Regions from separate parts of the Zea mays genome. Here region 1 is linked to region 2. Evidence: chromatin contacts called from public Hi-C data. All regions are on one chromosome and are shown on one strand. Each heading gives the region's core, a stretch centred on a gene start, on an enhancer-like site or on the middle of the called end of the contact. The rest is flanking DNA. Distances are from core to core; before and after follow the strand shown.

Region 1 (5,191 bases), core at 696-3,195, 670 kb after region 2:
TCCACTAAAACTGTAGCGTGTAGAGAAGTTTAAATGGGGCACCGTTGTAGGGATTTCAACCCCCTAAGCGCTAGTTTGGCAACAAATGGATAAAAAACCTAGGGAATTAATCTACCAAGGGGATTTTAAATGACACCTCAATTCCCTAGTAGGATTTTTTCCACTCGGGTGTATTTCTCGGCCACTGTTTGGCAACCAAGGGACTAAAAACCCCTTTTGAGACAAAATACTTCAGAAAATCACAAAAATCAAAGAAAAATAGGAAATATTTAGAAAAATAAAAAACACAATGAAATATCACTAAAAATCTAAAAAAACATGCACCGGACTTGATCATCTAATATCCAACAAAGTTTAACTTAAATATCATCTAATATCCATCAAAGTTAATCTATCCATCATCCCATCACATAAGATCATCTCCATTCACACGTACAAATAGACAATATAACATATAAACATAGTACAAGTCCCTTCATTATGAACTTTGACACTAGAATAAATTGGGTTTAATTCCTTTTTTACAAGTATCCTACAAGCTACTTTACCATTCAAGGATGTAGTTATGTAAATTGGTTGTCTAATGATACAACATGGACGGATGTAAACAATATGAAGATGTTGCTGCTAACATGTTCTTGGATGGCAAAATGAAGTTGTTGCCACACAATATGTGCTCATGTAAGCTGAAACCAAAATCATAAAGAGATCATTCAGTCCCAAGGGATCCAATACTAGACTACTAGTCTAGACTTGTGGTCTTCCACTAAGGAAACATGTAATTGATTTATAGAGTACAAACGAAAACAATAAGTGCATCTAGCCATTATAATTAAAGTCTGTTCATCAGAATGTGAGTGATGGTGTATAAAGTCTGTTCATCAGAGAATGCATCAGGTTTATATACCATGTTGCTGCAAAGTAAATCAGCAAGACCTGAACTAACGAACTTAAGTAGTCTTTCTGACTAATGAACAATAAATTCTAGGCCATACAATTGCCAGATTCAACAAAAATTCAAGTTATAACTTTGAATATTTTCTTCACATGATTAACGACGAACAATGTGATTAGAATGATCAGCACACATGTAACTAACAACACTCCACTTATGACAGCACTCCAATTATACCTGACAGCAGTCCAGTAAAAAAATGATCAGCGCACATGTAAAAAATGATCAATATTTTCATCTCTGATTAAGCATCAAGCAAAGAATTTTCTTCTCTCAAAAAAATGAAAATAAACTAACATCAGCTTTTTGGTTGCTCGAAGACACAGCTTAGGAAAGGTCCCAAATGTGTGCATTTTTGTGATTTTGCAGAAAAGTAGTATTCCTGCTTTCGATCTTAGGGAGCACCAATACAACTTAAGAAAAAAGTGAGACTGTTTTGAAAGAAATATTTTAAGAAAAAACCAAATGATCCGATGAAAAAGGCTATCTATCCACACTTTCTACACGGGATCCTTCCTAGTTTCCTAGAAACAATATATATCCAATCGATTTTATTACCAGAGTTAATTTTATGACGGTGCTTCCTATTGCTAGTAGCAAAGATAATTTTATGACGGTACTTCCCATTCGTACTCTCCTGACTCTCGATGCTAATATGCGCTAGCCTTGTTTCAAAGGCCTAAAAAAACTGAACTCCTGCTGCCCCGTGACTTAAGCCTGGCAGCCGCAAGCCTCCCAGGCGCAGAGGCCCATGCGGTAGCATAGGCATAGCGGCGGCTGCGAAGTGGGCGCGTCTGGCGAGAACAAACGAATCTGAGCGAGATCTACAAGGTGAGCGAGATCTGCAAGAATCCGAGCGAGGATAAACGAAGAAAACCTAGTAGCAGGGATATGAAGATGTGAGCGGAGCCCTTACCTGAGAAGGCGAAGCTGCTAGATCTGAGCTGATGATGATGACAAAGGACTGACGGCGGCGTGCTCGGAAGAGTTGTGAACAGAGACAGCGTCATGCTCGGGAGAGCTGCCTGATGTCTGGAGGCCGGACCAATATCCCCGCGGAAACATGGCTCAAGGAGTCAAGGGTGGGCCGGTATCCCAGCGAAGCTATCTTCCAAACATGCAAAAAATGTGTCACGTGAAATCTTCCCACGTGGGCCATTGACACAGGGAAAATACCATATTCCCTGCAGGGAATTGGGCTGCCAAACAAGCCCTAAACGGCTACAGGGGTGGGGGAGGCCGAGGCCGAGGCCGAGGCGGGGAACCGTTGAAATCAGTCTGATGCTCTCGCTCGCATCTGTTGCGCCACCTCCCACCTGCTGCTGCAGTGAATGTGGAGTTTCAGCGAACGTTGGGTGCAGTTTCAGTGAGTGTGCAGCTTCAGCTTCAGGTTAATGTAGAATGAAAACTTTAATGCTTCAGCGATGAGTCAATGTGAATAGCTTGTGATTTTATAATAGGAAGCAAGTGTAGAATAGAGAACGAAGTGATTATGGATGGTCATATGTTTATATTAATTTTGAATGGTTTTTATTAAACCGATTCTTATAAAAATAGACTAAAAAGTCAGAGCGTTTAGCATTATGCATCAATTTTTGGTGAACAGAAGCTGAAAAAAAGGTCAAACAAACAGCGCTAAGAGGTGGAATCGGTTTGGCAATGGCGCACAACCTCAACGTGTTGTGGATGAATTTGCCAAGCGGCATGGTTCCATGGTGAATTTAGAGCGGCGGCTATGTTTGGGTCTTGAAGAGAGTTAAAACGCGCGTCGTTGGTTGGGAATGTTGACAACTACGTCACCACGGATCACCAGATCCGCTCCCTTCCCTCCCGTCAGCAGTAGAGGCGTGAGAAGCTGTAGAAGATCTGTCTCCCTTCACATAAGCACGACAGAGGAAACACACAAGACACATGGTATAGGGTTGGGCCTCTGGCCTCTTTCTGATCTCTGTATTATGAGGGGGTGTACAAGTTCCTTATATAGACATGTAAGACCCCTCAAGGGCAAAGCAGGTATTTGCCCACATAACCCTAACTAGGGTTACTTAACACTCCCCCTTGGGCGAATACCGCGACCAACACATGCCTCGTTAAAACTCCGAAAAACTCAGTGGAAAAAATGTGGAGAAAGAGTGCATGGTGATACAAATTGCATTTTTTGCACTTTGTTGCCTCGTTAAAAAAACCTCATGTGATAAACTTCAAGAAAACTCACCAAGGGAAAAAGAGTACAACAACTGTCATTGGGACAGATTTCGATCCTTTGGGATCTAGATTCTATCGAATCTTCTACAAGGGCTAACTTTAGAAATGTGCTCCCCTGATCCTTGCAAAATCGTATCAATAAGGCAAAACATCTTCTTCTAGAAGTATATGCACATAAAGATTTAGCAAACGGATTGCATATCCTTGCAAGGACTATTTCAGGAACTTTACCTCTACTCACTTCTAGGATATACAAGGTAAGTGCACGTATCAATATAAATAAGCCACTTTGACTGACGGTGTTCGATCGACTAGATCTATATATATGATAGAAAGTTCCATAAAGGTTCACATATTGATCATCAAGCTCACGCCTTCAGGGCATAGAATATGACAATTATTGTCTCACGGTTGTGATCAATATAAGCATTCGCTCCCCCTGACGATGACATCTGTTAAAGTCGTTATCCCTCATAACTCAAGCATATTCTTCAAGATATATGTCTCATTGTTCATCTGGAATAACGAGAATGGATGAGGTTGGGGTGCTATCATTTTCTATCTTACACCACAATTTATACATAGTTGTGCAAAGCAAATAACATGTCCTTCAATAGGACTTAGGGGATAATATAGTTGCAATAGTACATATTCTAAATATGACACATCGCTCGAGGCGTTCATCCATTGCAACATCTATGATGGTGTCACAAAAGTCCATCTAAGATCGTAATCCATCAGGGATTTTTCATCGATCAGATACATCGTTATAGTCTGTCATTCTGGCATAATGTGGATGTTTTGCCAGTAACACCTAAACCTTATAGGTTTCTGCCATCAGGGCTTTAGAGGATACCGTAATTCCACATCTAGTAGAAATTACCATGAGTAAAACTCATGGAATGCACATGTGCTTATTCGGTGAACTTCAAGTCCTTTGGTACCTCATCTTATTCCTTTTCGGGTCTGTATGGGTCTTTATCCCTTTATAGGGATTATCAAACTTTGGTGTTCAACACAGACTTTGTTTCTTCTGGATAGGTTCCATCTGGGAACGATAGCCTCAACTAGGAGATATTCTCCCTACATAGGAGAGTGATCATTCATCAGGAATGTATTATTTGGTATAAGATTTATATGTTGCATATTTATAATTCAAAGATATGAGTCCTCCTAGGATCTCATGACGGATCTTCAGAATCCTATTAACTGCATATTTTAATTCATGCCATTTGTCAGATATATTACATAGTGGAACAGTGTTTATTCAACACATACGTGGGATGGGTCTCTCACAAGACCACTTGAACCATCGCATTCACCACACATTATTTCAACAGTGCCCATAAATGTCCGAACTTCAAGCTCGCGACTTTCATTTTGCGATTATTGGTTCAGCCTCGATTGCATTTATCAATGACCCGATAAGAGAGCTTAAAGCACTCGTGCCTAGGACTTTGTTTTGGATCCATTTGCAATCTAGAGGGGCAAGATAGGTGTCGACATATTTGTCTCCCACATTTAATAATGATCTCTGTTATTTCCCAAAATGAAAGATTTATTGTTCCGTATTCCCAGCACAATGATATTGCGCGCATTGCTAGGAATTTCATCATCAAGATGAACCTCTTCGTGAGGCAAATCACCATCAGGGTGAATTAATTGGATGAGAGTTATCACAGACCACGTGAATCTGCAATCAGAACATATGCTTTGACTAAGGCTAATGGATCATATTCGCAGGCATCCCCGAGAATAGATCAAATGCCAATAAGTCAAATGTGGATATGATATTAATCCCGGGTATATACACATCTACATCAGGTAGAAGCATTCAAACCAATATGGTTACTCCTCAACGATTTCTGGCAAACTCCATATACACAGGAGTACACTCTGAACGACGGGTTCAGTTTGGCTTTTGTGCGTTTAAAAGAATATTGAGGCATTACACTATATGGGCATTCCTCCCCCTAATGTCGAGATGTTCTAAAAGCATACAGATAAAATCCCCAACCACAATCATCCAGT
Region 2 (5,231 bases), core at 921-3,420:
CGCCCTCTCCCACTCTCCCTGGCTCGATCGGCGCGGCGGGTCCCGAGACGCCCGGCCCGGCGCCACCTCCCTGCCGCGACGGGTACCCTGGAGGAACCGTTAAGGCCACCGTAGACCATACGAGGAAAAGATAGGTAGACACTAAAATTATTTCTGTTTTTATATTTTTTCTTGAAAATTTAATCGATAATAATAACTCTGGAAATGGAAACAGTAACGTTAATTTAAAAACAAAAATTCGTCACGGAAAATACACTGTATTAAAGTCGAAATCTAGAATACAATCCGTAAAATTATAATGTGTACCCTCAATTAACTTCACAAATTTATGTAAGTCGTACATCCACATAAAATTTTAGTAATAATATATAAGTATTCATAAAGAATCAAAGCATATCTCATATAGCATTAAAGCAACATCTCATAAATACAAGTGACAAACACTGTGCACACACATATATATACTTAGAAACTTACAATGCAATACCTTATAAAAAAACTATCCGATTGAAAATACATTGATAACCATAAAAACCATAAAACAATATCACACATCCAACTATGGTGTATAAAACTGGCCATGTAACTTGACCCATCATAATATAAATAATAATTTGAAAAACATTTTAATACAAGGTAAGAGGTCGCAATAAATATAACACAATATAATATAGCAATAAAAAAATCATTATCATGTATTCAAATAAAAGCAACAGAAAGTCTAGTAGCATAAGACTATAAAATCAAAATGTCTATGATGACACGACACTTGCATTCTAATTGTACTCCTACTTGATATAATCAACGTCGTTGGTTTCCTCGTAGTCCTTATCAATTTTCGTGTAATTTATGAATATATGTATCCAGAGTTATAATTGGTAAGAAACTATAGATAAGATTTATAGAGCTTGTTCGCTGCGGCTTGCTGCGGCTGCAATCCGGCTGCGGCTGCGGCTTTTACAGTATTTTTCTCTCTATGGATTGCAGCTGCAGCAATCCAAACAGCTGCAACAGTGTCGGCTTGTAGCCAGCCGAACACGCCCATAAATGTTTTAAACAACTCTAAACAACATACCTTGATTTTAGGAGAATCAATTAAATTGGTTTCGTGCTTTTCTAAGTTAAGATGAAATTATTATGAATTTACAAAGATCAGTTTAAATTCAATAATTTTCTAAAAAAATATTAAATTCGTTACCGACGGTAAAACGCCAAATAAATACAATATTATTTGGAAACGGTCAGAAAATACCAACACCGTTTCTGTTTTCTATTTCCGATCGTTTTTACCGATTTTGTTAGATAACCGTTTTTGGTTTCTGTGTAGCCCTAAATTTCTTTGAACTTTTAAAAATGATTACCGATACATATGTGCGCTAGTATTAGGTCAACTAAATTGGTCGCATAGTCTAGTTTGAATTCAAAATTTTTCACGGGCTCGCCAGACAGGGACGTGTCTAGGGAGTTGCCCAGCCAGCCGAAAAAAGATACAAAAAAGGACACCTTTGTTTCTTGTTTTTTCTGTCTTTTTTCTCGGTTTGACTTGTGACCCAACCGTCTAGTATCGGTACAATATTACTCGTACGTAGGCTCGTAGCCTAGCACTGTCGCCATCAGCTGGGACCAGACACGTCAGCATGTGGAGGCCTGGGCCCGCCGGCAATATGGGCCTACGGACGGAGACTCCGGAGACGCTGTCAGCCGGGACCGTTGACCATTGACTGTTACCCGGCTCCAGCTGCAAGGCCTACCACCGGGCCGGGCCGGAAAGCGAAAGCTCATGCTACGGAGTCCGCTTTCCGGTAGAGGACACCGTGACGAAGGGAGCAGAGAAGCCGGAGCGAGAGAGCTGCGGCTGACAGGCGGGCCCGAAGTACCCTGTCCCGCTCTAATCCACTTGTACCTGTACAGCTACGGGCCATAATCGCGCCCGCCTCCCGCATTAATTCCCGTCCACTCCCTCGGCCGCACGTGCCGTGAGGCGACCTCACGTGGCTGACCGATGGGACCAAGTCGTGCCGAAAGATGCTGCTCCTCGGGCCCCGCTGCGCCACCTGGCAGTGAGGGCGAGCCGGACATTAAAATCCCCGCACCCACTTGACCTCTTCCTCCTCTCTCGCCTGCTCCACCCCCGCCACCACACCGCTTTGCCGCTCCGATCTCCGCACGCTCCGGCGAGAGGGGCCCACTGGACAGCCAGCTCAGTACCCTCCTACGGCGACGCTGTCGCACGCGCCACCATTAGGTGTCACCCGTCCTTGCGCCGCCGCACGCATCCCAACGCAGCCGGACCCCACGGCAGCCGCCGCCGCTGCGGCGAAGGCCCAGCCCAGGCCACGCGCGTCATCCTCGCGCCGAACGACGCAAGGTGGAGCGGCGGTCCACTCCCCGCGCGCGCTTCGCCTCCGCTGCACTGAAACCGTGCCCTGCTGGTGCGAGTGTCCGGATGCTACCAAATCCTAGGGCCGGGCATCGACTGACTGACTGAGTGAGTAAGGGAGGGAGGGAGGGAGGAGCCAGGGCCTCGCCGCCCGCTGAACGAGGGAGTGATGCGGCGCGGAAGCTCGGCCGCATGAGGTGCCTCGTCGGCGGCGGCGTCCAGGACAGCCCGCGTGCAGCGGCCAAGAGGGTGTCGCCGGCGTCGTGGCGGCTGGACACCGCCGCGGCGGAGGCGGAGACGGGCGCGGGGGGAGCGGCGGCTAAGGGGCCGAGGGTCTGCTTCAGGCCGCCGGATGTGATGGAGACGGTGCACGAGGTGGCCATTTACATCCACCGCTTCCACAACCTCGATCTGTTCCAGCAAGGGTGAGAATTGCTCGTTTTTCTGTAATATAAATATGCATTTTTTTTTCTGGCAAAACTTTTCTCGGGTTTAGTTTCTTAAAGGAGAGCATGTTTTTAGATAGAACATTTAAAAGTCCGAGTGCTTTGACGGAAATGGTACGACCGCTACGCAATTCTAGGCTAAGTGTTTGCATTTTCTCGAGCATTTCAGCATTCCTTTCCTTGGCTTTCTCGTTCAGTCGGTTGTCTCTAGTCATTCCTTCTTACTGCTGAGGAATTCTGATGTTGCCCATGATTTTGTTCCCCTCAGAGGCTCAGACCCTCACTGCAACTTTGTCTTTGTCCGTGAGTTATGTGCAGACAATTCTCACTGATGCCGCATGTGGAGCCTTTTTTGTCACTTGTCTGTGAAGTGTAAACATTTACCATTTATTTTTCTTCTTGTGAGATGAATTTTTGGATTATGCGCAGATGGTATCAGATGAAGATTAGTGCACTGTGGGAGGAAGGTGGCAACAGAACACCGGCTTCGCCTGCCAGGGTCGTGCAATATGAAGGTGTGCATGGTGCATCTCTCTTGGTACTGAATAGCATGATTTGATCTTCTGGTCCCATATCCATCATTTTCAAGATGTGCTTGCATTGGAAGGGAATGTTTAGACTTTAGATTAGTACATGTGCTAGCATGCAGTTGGTAACTGCTTGATTGTTGTCTGTAGTAGTACCAGATCCTATCTGGACTATATGATACCGATAATAGAAACTACCTATTTACACGGGGGGTGTAAGTTACAAATTTTCACATCTTTGTTTCCATCTAATTCTACTTTGCTAACATCAAGAAGTTTGTTGCGTAGCCGGATATGGAACACAACTGTCCAAGCGTGTCATAAATAAGTATCCCCTTGTTTCTATACTTGCTATGTGTTACTTAGAGCATATCGAACAATCTATGTATAGATGTTTATCAAACAATCTATGTATAAATGTTTATATCCTTTCAGTGTCACCTCCAGTAGTCAAATTGTGCAAGCTCAAGGATACATTTCCCTTTCATTTTAATAGTGATGATAAACTACTGAAATGTTAAAACACAACTAAAGTATGACCATGAGGGAGCTCCTATAAACATTTTGCTATAGTGCTTATGGAGAATGTGGACACATTTCACTAGATCATCGGTTCAACTTGTATGACAATGTTGTAGCTATTGTCTTTCTGCCCTCTCCAGATGTGTTTATTTATATTGCTTTGTTGTTAATTAAATAAGTATCTCAGGGAATTTTAGTTGCTGTTGGTCATGAGATTCTTTTTTTATGTCCTCTGTAGCTGTCAGCCTTTTAGCTAATAGATAATGACATTGGTAGGTGGATTGTGCAGCTTCTGATGTTGGTGGAGACGATGCATTAGGCATTTGGAAAATAGATGATATTGATAATAGCTTCCACACACAGCCGTTCCGGATCAAGTATGCCAGACAAGATATCTATCTGTCGGTTATGGTGTCTTTCAACATATTCAACAGTGAAGAGGAGGTTGGCATTTTGACATACCACCTTTGTAATTGAGTTGACATTACTGTAACCTTATTACAGTCTGTTATATTTGTTTAAGGGTCCAGCAGCTTCAGATGTGATGATGAAGTTTGAGCTGATATATGCCCCAACACTAGACAATGGGTGAGTAGACATTTTACCACTTGTGCTGTCACTTCGAAGGCTTTCTGCATACTTCAGTGCACGTTTATGTATAAATTTCATTTCGCAATACCGATGATGTTTTTGCTTTTCTGAGTTCTAGGTCTGAGCTTCATGCTTCTAGTGCCACATCTTCAGCAGCTGTGCACGAATTTAGGATCCCACACAGAGCACTTCTGGGTCTACACTCATACTGTCCTGTTCACTTTGATGCGTTCCACTCTGTGCTTGTTGATCTGACATTGCACATAGTGTACCTGAAAGCTGGTGCAGCTAAATCATCACTGAAGGTACACAGGTTTGTGAAACTTTAGCTTTAATGTTCTTTGAAACTGGCGGTTTAATGCATGCTTGTTTGACGTTTTAACTACCTACTAACAACTTGGATAATGTGAACAACCTGTCATGTCCATATAAAACTGTACATTGGGATTATTGGCTCAAAGCTAGTGCTATTCCAGATCTAAGCACTTGGAGTTGAATGCACAAATAAAAAAAATTTGAACACCCCCGGCACAACTCTTTAGGGATGAGCTGGAAACATGTACTAACTGCAGGAATGTTACTCCGAAGGCCTGTTTGGCAACAATGTTTCTCAAAACCATGGTTTTACAATACTATACTTTGCAATCGCATGACAATACCGTAGTTTTGGCCAGCTAAAAAAATACCATAGTTTTGAGAAACATTGTTTGAATACACCGTGGTATTAGGCAAAAGCTAGCAATGTCATAAAAACTTTGGGTTAGA

Evidence for each region. Hi-C and Micro-C count contacts between places; a contact is called where the count stands out from the background.
Region 1: a Hi-C map of endosperm shows a contact between it and region 2, with 2.5 times the contacts expected there. The contact joins the promoter of LOC100274145 here to the promoter of LOC103650665 in region 2. A contact is called at or near these places in 4 of 25 Hi-C or Micro-C datasets (ear, endosperm, leaf and 1 more).

What each region holds. Positions count from the first base shown.
Region 1 is chr3:144,694,093-144,699,283 of Zm-B73-REFERENCE-NAM-5.0, forward strand. LOC100274145 reads right to left here and starts at 1,946. Exons shown (of 5, transcript NM_001148523.1): 1 at 1,872-1,946.
Region 2 is chr3:144,021,822-144,027,052 of Zm-B73-REFERENCE-NAM-5.0, forward strand. LOC103650665 (protein FAM135B) reads left to right here and starts at 2,171. Exons shown (of 14, transcript XM_008676223.3): 1 at 2,171-2,805; 2 at 3,256-3,341; 3 at 4,165-4,319; 4 at 4,399-4,463; 5 at 4,585-4,771. The coding sequence starts at 2,573.